Linked DNA regions of Mus musculus: region 1 is linked to region 2. Evidence: chromatin contacts called from public Hi-C data. All regions are on one chromosome and are shown on one strand. The core of a region is the stretch at or near the end of the contact, and the rest is flanking DNA. Distances in the headings are between cores, read along the strand shown. Region 1 overlaps Babam2 (BRISC and BRCA1 A complex member 2). Region 2 overlaps Rbks (ribokinase).

Region 1 (4,745 bases), core at 1,925-4,424, 200 kb before region 2:
TTGTGTCTCAGGTTCTGAACAAAAGTCTTTTCTGTGATACTTCTGAACGAGAGGCAGAAGTGGCTTCACATGATCTCTTCAGCTCTAGCTTCCACCTCATTCCCACAATTCCCTTTGCAAAAGTGACAACTGAGTGTATTTCCTAACCAGTCACATGCTCATTAGTGCTGCACCTCTATGCTGACCACTGTGCCCTCTCCATCCCTGGGATCCTGGCTAGGTTAGATATATCTTTTTCTTTCCATTCACTAGTCTTGTGCACGCCAGACTCGACCAGCAAAAACTATGCTGCAACAGGATCCTTCTGCACACGTTTATTGGGAGAGCTTGATTGCAGAGACGAAGAGACTCTGAGCCCAGAACTGGTGCTGCTTATATAGGCCTAGGAGAGGCGTGTCTCACACCCGGATTGGTTATGCACTAAGCCTCATTTGCATGTTCCTCATCTGATTGGCTACTCTCTCTCTCTCTCTCTCTCTCTCTCTCTCTCTCTCTCTCTCTGTTCCTCACAGAGCCTCATTATCATACCTCATTTGCATGTCTCACATCTGATTGGTTATACTCTCTAAGCCTCATTATCATGCCCGGGCCAGGCAGTGTCTTTGCAAAAAACTTTACTGCATATGTACACATTGGTTGTTTGTCCAAACTTATGCGTGGTGGCCAGCAATAGTCAGCGCCACTCTGCAATGGCACATGTGGCTTCCCACACACTAGCTCTTCATTCAATAGTGTCTGGCCATTCCTTTCTTCATGGACATTTTTAAAACTTTAGCTCATAGTTCTGGGCCCCCTTGTCCTTCTACCTATTTACACCTCTTCTCATGGGGACCTTCCAAGCTCACACCTTTGTTTGATTACTCTCTCAGGCTGAACTTCCATCTCCAAAAAGCTTGCTCTGGCTTCATTATCTCTCTTCTGCACACTGACCTCTTAAGGCAGTGGATCTTAACCTGTGGGTCATGACCCCTTTGGGGGTCACACATCTGATTTCCTGTGTATCAGATATTTACATTACATTCATAACAGTAGCAAAATTAATGAAGTAGCAACAAATAAGTTCACCATTGGCATCATCACAACATGAGGAACTATACTAAAGTGTTGAACAGCATCAGGAGGGTGGAGAACCACCATCTTAGGGTCTTTCCTCTTACTGACAACTTGAACCACTCCGAGCTTCTTATTATTCTTAAACTAGTCAAGTGAGTGCTTCAAAAAAAAAAAAGTTGAAGAGAACAGACTCCTGATCTGGGAAGATGGCACCACTGGAACTCCTCCCAGCCCCTGGCAGGACGGTTAGAAAGACGCCTATCTCAGATTTTAAAGCTCACACTACTGAGCCATGAAATTAGCACTGCATAGGAGAGCAGGCTTTAGGAGGATTGACCAACAAGGAGCTACCACTGTTTTCAAGAGGAAGTTAAACAGATGATGCTAGCAATGGTGCCGAAGAGGGACCAGACACAGGCGGAAATAGGGCCAAAGAAATAAACTCAGACGCTACTCCATGCTAACGCAGCACACGGGATGAGCGCCTTTTTAATGAGGTCTGAGAGAATGCCCTATCATCAGAATGCTTTTAATTCACCTTCCCAGCATTGCTCCTCACTAATCTTCTGAGAGAACAATTCTCAAGAATCTTTGGATTCTTACCTACTCCTAAAATTAATATTGTCAACCAATATTAATTTACAGATTAGAGTTTTCTGTGCCATTCCCATATCATCTATGCATTTTTTAAAGTTTACTATATAGTTAGATTCCCAGTTAGCACTTAATTATTTCCAATTAATATTTGTATATTAATACTGTATGATCAATTATATTATGCAGTACTAGAGGACAATGACTAGCACTTAAATTTGGGGGGAAGATTCCTAATCCTAATACCATCTGACTCTAAGTCAATACTGAGGTATTCTCTATAGACTGAACACCAAAAGCAAATGCTACCTATTTGGGAGGTTCTACTGCAGAGATCATAACAGCACAGGACACTGTGGGGCTCAGATATTGACTAAAACCCTAATTCAAAGTCCCTCATCTTTGGGCCATTACATCACAAACTGAATATACAAATCAAGCCAAGGGAAAAACAGCTTTGCATTGCTCCTGGTTATCACAATCCACAGGTCATGATTGACAGGAAGAGATACTCTTGTTTTGGCCTATGCATGGGTTTTAAAAAATATATTTATCAGACTAGAGAAATGGCTCAGGGGGTGACAGGGCTTGCCTGATGACCTGAGTTCAATCCCAGGAACCCACATGTCAAAGGGAGGAAAATGACTTCTGCAAGTTTTCTGCTGACCACCCTCCACATATATGACTTGACATGAACACACACATACTCACACTTCAAATATATAAGTAAGAGTAAAAATAATTATCTTTGCCATCCCTTAAAAAGACAGGCATTTTTCATATTCATAAATTTAAAACTGAGCTTCTGGGCTCCTTATACAAGCATCTGCATATCTGGCACATCAGGCCCTACTGTCACAGGGAAAACTACTCTAGCTGTACAGCAGCTGCTGCGCTACATGAAGCACGGGCTTGCAGGTTCATTACCGTTCTCCCATATCCTGCTACAGAACACCAAGCCAGAGCAACTATCTCTCAGACCCTGCCTGGCCCCGAAAGCATCTGCTAAACCAGGCCTGACTGAAAGAAGGGTGGTAGCAAGTGCTTAGCCTATTAGTGACAGTCAGGTGCTGCTGAGAAAGCTGCTCCTGTAACAATCAGACAGTGGCAGCAATAGGGAGGCTTCGATACTGCCTCTCGGTTAGTGAGCTGCCTGAACCACTGTATGCTAGGACATTCACTGCAACTCTCTGCCTGCCTTAGCTTCCTAAACATATCTTGATAGGCTCACCTTCATGCCTGCTTTCTGACTCTACTTGGCAGAGTGAGCTGTGTTTTTCCCTGTGCATCCTGATAGATTAGACAGCCACAGTGGGTGGCTTTAGAAGGAAGATGACCACTTTGTCTCCTGACAGGTGAATGATTTGGCTTTCTCGCCTGCAGTTCATTTTCATAGTATCAGGACTCAGATTCCACAGGGGAACAAAATTTCAGCAAGCATTCCATTGGGATGAATAATCTCACTGTATCACATAAAATGAAGCCAGTAAGATTACTGCAGAAACCAGAGGTCTGCATACTTCACAGTAAATCGGTTTTGGCTCTGCTTCAGGCCTGGCTTGACCATATCCTGTGGAGAGACACTCCACAACTATGTAGACTGCATGACATTTTCTTATCCAAAGAAAAGGGCTGCTGATATTTTTTGCAAGGTTATGTTTATCATATGCACTATAAGCTGGCTAGGTTTATGTCAACTTGATACAAGCTAGAATTATCAAAGAGGAAAGAGTCTCAACTGAAAAAAAGTTTCCAGAAGATTGGGCTGAAGACAAGCCTGTGAGGCATTTTCTTAAATAGTGATTGGTTGGAGAGGTCCCAGCCCATTGTGGGTTGTGCCCTTGCTGGGTTGATGGTCCTGGGTTCCAAAACAAAAGCAGGCTGAGAAAGCCATGACAAGCAAGCCAGCAATCAGAAACCTCCATGGCCTAGGCATCATGGTTCCTGTCCTGCAGGTTCCTGTCCTGTTTGAGTTCCAACCTTGGCTTCCCTCAACTATGTATGTATGATTTAATATACATAACTCAAATAAGCACTTTCCTTCCTAAGTTGCTTTTGATAGTGGTGTTTCATCATAGCAATAGTAACTAAGACACACTACCAGCAGGAAATAATTGCTACTTAGGCCTACAGTCCAGTGACAATTGAGTTTCCTAGGATATTATGAAAGAGATTCCCACCAATAGGAGTTTGACTACAGTCTGTATAAAGATACAGTCTGCTAAGAGAACACAAATGCCAGCCCAGGTTACTATAACCAGCAAAACTCTCAATCATCATAGATGGAGAAACCAAAATATTCTATATCAAAACCACATTTAGATAATATGTATCTATTAATCTAGCCCTACAAAGGATTCTAGAAAGAAAACGCCAACACAAGGAGGGTATCTACATCAAAGGGAGAAAAAAAACAAGAAATTAAATCATCTCACAACAAACCCAAAAGGAGAGAATCACACACACATAATACCACCCCCAAAAAATATAACAGGAAGTAATAATCACCTGGTTCTAATATCTCTCAACATTAACGGACTCAATTCCCCAAAAAACAGACAGAAGATAACAAACTGGATATGTAAACAGGATCCAGCAATTTGCTGCATGCAAGAAACACACCTCAATGACAAAGACAGACATTACCTCAGAGTAAAAGGCTGAAAAAAAGTTTTCCAAGCAAACTGCACTTCATATTCATCAAAGGAAAAATTCACCAAGAAAAAGTCTCAATTCTGAACATTTATGCCCCAAATGGAAGGGCACCCACATTCATAAAAGAAACTTTACTAAAGCTCAAACCACACATTGAACTTCACACAATAATAGTGGGAGACTTCAATACCCCACTCTCACCAATAGATAGGTCACTGAAACAGAAACTAAACAGACACACTAAAACTAATAGAGGTTATAAACCAAGTGGATTTAACAAATATCTACAGAACAATTCACCCTAAAACAAAAGGATATACCTTCTTCTCAGCACCTTATGGCATCTTCTCCAAAATTGACCATATAATTGGTCACAAAACAGGCCTCAACAGATACAATAAGTTTGAAATAACCCCATTCATTCTATCAGATTACCACGGACT
Region 2 (4,929 bases), core at 1,747-4,246:
AATGCAGAAACCCACTGACATTCTACTGTAGCTCCCTGTGATGGTCTGTATATTCCTGGACCAGGGAGTGGCACCATTTGGATGTGTGGCCTTGTTGGACTAGGTGTGACCTGGTTGGAGTAGGTGTGTCACTGTGGGTGTGGGATTAAGATCCTCACCCTAGTTGCCTGGAAGTCAGTCTTCCACTAGCAGCCTTTGGATGAAGATGTAGAACTCTCAGCTCTGCCTATGCCATGCCTGCCTTTGATACTGCCATGCTCCCACCTTGATGATGATGGACTGAACCTCTGAACCTGTAAGCCAGCCCCAATTAAGTGCTATTTTTATAAGACTTGCCTTGGTCATGGTGTCTCTGTTCACAGCAATAAAACCCTGACTAATACACTCCCCTTAGGGGCTGGATAGTGGCTCAGTGGTTCAAGCATACATGCTTTTACTCTTCCAAAGATGCCAGCCCCTATATATGGTAGCTCACTTCCGCCTGGAATAGCCGCAGGAGAATACAACACCCTCTACGTGCACATACACACATCATACACATACACATAGTTACATTTAAAATAAACCTTTAAAATGGTCCTCCTGGCAGTTGGGAGATGCCTCAGTCCTCAGTAGAGCAGAGCACTGGCTGCTCTTCCAGAGGACCTGGGTTTGATTCCCACACCACATGGGGACTCATAAGTGCCAGTTACTCCAGGTCCAGAGGATCCAACATCTTCCTCTGGCCTCCACAGACATCAGACACATACATACAGTATGCACACACACACACACAGGCAAAACATTACTACACATAAATAAATCTATTTGTTAACTAGCCCTCCTTGTCCCAAGAATGACATCTAGAAAAGTCTCTTAAGACTGTGCTGCCAGAGGCTGCCAGAAAAAGACGAGGATTACAGAAGATTCTCCGGCTATGAGGAAAGGACAGGGGCAGAGCAATCACTGAGGCAGCTGACAGAGAGCACGAGCGACATCTGTCATGCCCTGAAGGCTGCCTGAGCTGTATTGCATTGCTTCTACATCAGCAGACCACCTCATTTATTAGCTAATCAGGCAGAATTCAGTACTTGAAATTATCCTTCCTAACCCTGAATGTGATCAGTTGAAAACCCAGGCTCTAACAATCTAATTGTAATTGCTTACCAGAAATGTCATGTTCTTGTTGAAGAACTGAACCAGGGCCAAGCGTGGGCTTTTTTTCCTGTCTTCCCAATACAGAAGAACTGAGTTTACACAGTGCTGCAGGGCGCTATACTTTAGCAGCCCTGGAAGGCATCTGAGACCAGGCCTGTCTCAGAGATAGCCCAAGTGTGGCCACAGAGAAGAGTGGCATGGGATGGAGAAGGAGCAGTCATTTCAGCATCAGTCCAAATAAATAAAATAAATGTTGTCAAACTGCAAAGCCCAGAACGCTGAGCCTGCCATGCCCGTGGTCTTCACTGTTGCTGATGCAGGTGTGCAGGGCAGTCAAAAGGCAGGTGTGTGCGTCATAGACCTGAACATCTGCTTGCTTGTGTAGGAAAATATGACTGCACACTATAGGTTGTACTCTGTGCAACGATACTGTTAATGGTATAAACAAAGAGGTGTGTATGTGTATGAGTGTGTTTACATAATGTACTACAGTGGGTCTCAAGATTCTCCTACCCTCATCATCTCCGAGGACAGGATTGCAGGGATTGTGGTCACATGATACCATACCAGATTTTTAGTTAGGTATGGTGCCATAGACCTGTAATCCCAGCATTTGGGGAGTAGAAGTAGGAGGATTAGGAGTTTAAGGTCAGCCTCAGCTACGTATTGAGTTCAAGGCCAGCCTAAGCTATATAAGACCCTGAAGCAAGCAAGCAAACAAAAAACCTGTATTGAAATTCCATTTGACCCAGGAGATAGTGGTGCACGCCTTTAATCCCAGCATTTGGGAGGCAGAGGCAGACTAATCTCTGAGTTCAAGGCCAGCCTGGTCTATAGAGTGGGATTCAGGACAGCCAGGGCTACACAAAGAAACCCTAGTTGTGGGGGAGGTGAGAACTTCCATTTGTCCCCAGTCTGAACAGCTGCCCTTAAGAAATCAAACAACAGGGACCAGGGAGATCTGGAAAGTGGTTCTCACCAATGTATACTTTAAAAGCCAAGTGTGTGTTTGCAATGCTAGTCCTAGGAAGGCAGAAGCAGGCAAAGCCTTAGGGCTCACAGGCCAGCTTACTCCACCTGTGGGTGGCAGAGGACAACAAGATGGACATTTTGTGGGAAAAACAAACTTCATTCCGTTGGTCTCTGTGGTTTTCAAATGTTTTGGGATCCTGATTCACCTTATGACTGAAGCCAGTTCCCACAGAGTAAACCCAGCCATGGTAATAGAGGCAGAAGTGTAACAACCAAACTCCAAACACAAGTGGCTGCGTGTGTCTTTCGTAGGCTTGTGTACCTGCCTTCTGGTAATTCTCTCTTCAGCAGACAGGCACTGAGAACAGAAACCTACCTTCACTTAAATACCTGCTGGAATGTAATAATAAATATACTAAAAATGAATAGCATAGAATGCATATAAATAATGAGTAATAAATATCCATCGTTCAAATACCTCCCAGCACAATACTCAGGTAGTTTCCCTCTAATGCATACTTTAGAGACCAGCTCCCTTCTGACTGAAACAGGCTCCATATAACCATTCCTGTCAGAGACTGTGAGGCAGGGCATGCTGGATTTGGGTTGTGTAGACAGACCAGGTTCAAGCCATTGGCAGTGAATCACCCGCTCCACCTTTCAGCATAGCTAGAGTCTGCAAACAATTTTGCCCAGTCCCTTCACTGTCCTCACAGTGTAGACCTGGCTCAAGAGCAGGGGGTGAGGCAGTCACTGTGAGGAAGTGGGGACATTATAAATAACCCAGAAAGAAACCCTCTCCTAACAGCAACTGCTGCAGAGCTTGTGGCCTAACAGCTCAGGCGCAGAAAGGCCATGAATACAACATTGTGCAATGACTAATTACTCTAAGCCCTGTGCATGAGTAGAGGTGCGACCTGCGGCTGCTGCTCAGGCTATCAGATGCCTTTGCTGTGTGCTAATCCAACGGCTCCGTATGTTTAGCAGTTCTCAGAGAACAATGATAATAGTTCAAACAGAAGAAAGCAGCTGGTGGAGAGGAGCGCTGGGCAGAGACGGTCTCAGCAAAGCCTGTAGGATACCAAGTCATATTGGAGTAACTGGTTTCTGTCTAGAATGCTGGAGTCACAGGAAGAAAGACTGCTGACCACAGAAGGCAAGGCCAGTCTTTCTAGCCCAATGAGTCACTATCGGACACTTTGTTTTTAAGTGCCATTTATTCGCAGATATGTAAAGTTGTTTAAGCACAAAGCAGATTAACAGTGCAAGAAGAATAGGGCTTTTCTTCTTCTTTTAGCTTGCACTCAGGATTCCTTCCCTCCTTTCTGAATTATAGAATGAATTCATTTACCGCAGACATTTTTGGGCAAATAGAGGTCTTAGCCTATTTTCAGTCTCCATAAGCCATTTTTCTCCTTGGCTTCCTAGACTGCAGGCAACAGGCAAAACAGCTTTCCCCAAATTTCTACCCCCAGCACAGAGTGAGTTTCAGGTAGAAAGTGAAGCTAGAGAAGGGTTCTCAGAGATTGCTGAATATATGGTGTCCCTTTGGGCTCCAGCTTGGACTGGAAGTAGGGTGAGGGGCACGAAGGGGTACAGGGTTGTCTGCTGTGTATGTTATTGGATAAGTCTGCATTTTATATGAGATCTTTTGGATGCAAGTGTTACTTCAGACCACCCCATCAAGATGTTCCAGAATTGGTGTGACTGGCCAGAAAGAGGCCATCACTGACTGGTGAGGCTGAAAGAGAACCCCAATACACGGGCAGGCCCATGGGGAGCCAGCAAATGACCTCTGTCAATCCAGGAGCCATGTGTCACCAATCAGAGGGCAGCCAACCTGAACACCACAGCCCTGTACACGGGGAAACCTGAGAGCTCTCAGAGTACTGTATCCAGCAGGGGCTTCTCTTGGCTGTGACTCAATTTTAAATAAAATCCCAGTGATACGGTTGTTATTATCACCTGTTATCTTACAAATAAAGGCAGGGTACCAACAAGCGAAGAATCTAGAGCTTTTTGCTGCACAGTAGTTGAAGTATAATCAATGTAGTGAAAACAGGGAGACCAGTGTCCCCTTTAATCTCACCTCGGCCTCTTTGGGCCTGAGAACACTGGAGCATTAGCTCCCTTTGGTTTCACACTTGACCTCCCATTCATCCTTCTCACCCATCTAAATGAAAGCAAGCCTCAGCCCAGAAACCCTGTTCCAGATAGAAATACATAATTCAAGAGAAATACTGATGTCAAAGAAGAGGCACACCAATCTGTGTCAGCGCTCACTGTAAATTAGAGAGGAGTACAGGGAGAGTTTAATGTAATGTAGAATGGAAATTAAAACAGAGCCAATATTTAGGCATTCCTCCGCCTCCCTTCCCCTGCTGTGACACAAAGCATTGACTTTCTCTCTGCCAAGCACTAATGTCATATGTTGTGGGGTTTTTTCTTTCTTCTTCTTTTTTCTTTTTCTTTTTTCTCCTACTGGGATTCTTCTCTAAGTGAAACGTTACATGTTTGTCTCTGGCATCTAAAATTTGACCTTTTCACCTGTTCTGTTCTGATCACAATAGCAAAACTCAGACTTTTCCCTGTCTTCCAATCTACACCCCTCATGTTAGCAGCAGAGAACGGCCCCCTGCCTGCTCAGCTTCACTCTTCCCTCTTCCCTGACACCGCCTAACAACGTGGCCTTTCTGTGCTCTCTTTATCAGAAGCTGAAAAAAATAAAATAAAATAAAGGTTGACAATGAACATTTCGCAGTGGGAAGCTGGGCAAAGTGTTCATGTTCTCCCGACTCTTCAGCGTATCTGGGAGAGCCT

Evidence for each region. A called contact is a pair of places that touch in the nucleus more often than the background predicts.
Region 1: a contact with region 2 is called in a Hi-C map of myocytes, with 1.6 times the contacts expected there. The contact joins two enhancer-like sites. A contact is called at or near these places in 1 of 484 Hi-C or Micro-C datasets (myocytes) and 2 of 9 other capture datasets (adipose tissue and liver).

The regions. Positions count from the first base shown.
Region 1 is chr5:31,834,295-31,839,039 of GRCm38.p6, reverse strand. The region is part of intron 6 of Babam2 (BRISC and BRCA1 A complex member 2); the gene reads right to left. Among named protein-coding and RNA genes, the nearest start is that of Babam2, 140 kb to the right of the region's middle. Within about 2 kb of position 3,174, at least 24 of the 459 cell types and tissues checked have an H3K27ac peak or open chromatin away from gene starts, as enhancers often do. A contact at or near this core is called in myocytes, where this site is marked.
Region 2 is chr5:31,635,163-31,640,091 of GRCm38.p6, reverse strand. All of the region lies in intron 7 of Rbks (ribokinase), which reads left to right. The region is part of intron 2 of Gm38424 (a long non-coding RNA gene); the gene reads right to left. Among named protein-coding and RNA genes, the nearest start is that of Mrpl33, 24 kb to the right of the region's middle. Within about 2 kb of position 2,996, at least 95 of the 459 cell types and tissues checked have an H3K27ac peak or open chromatin away from gene starts, as enhancers often do. A contact at or near this core is called in myocytes, where this site is marked.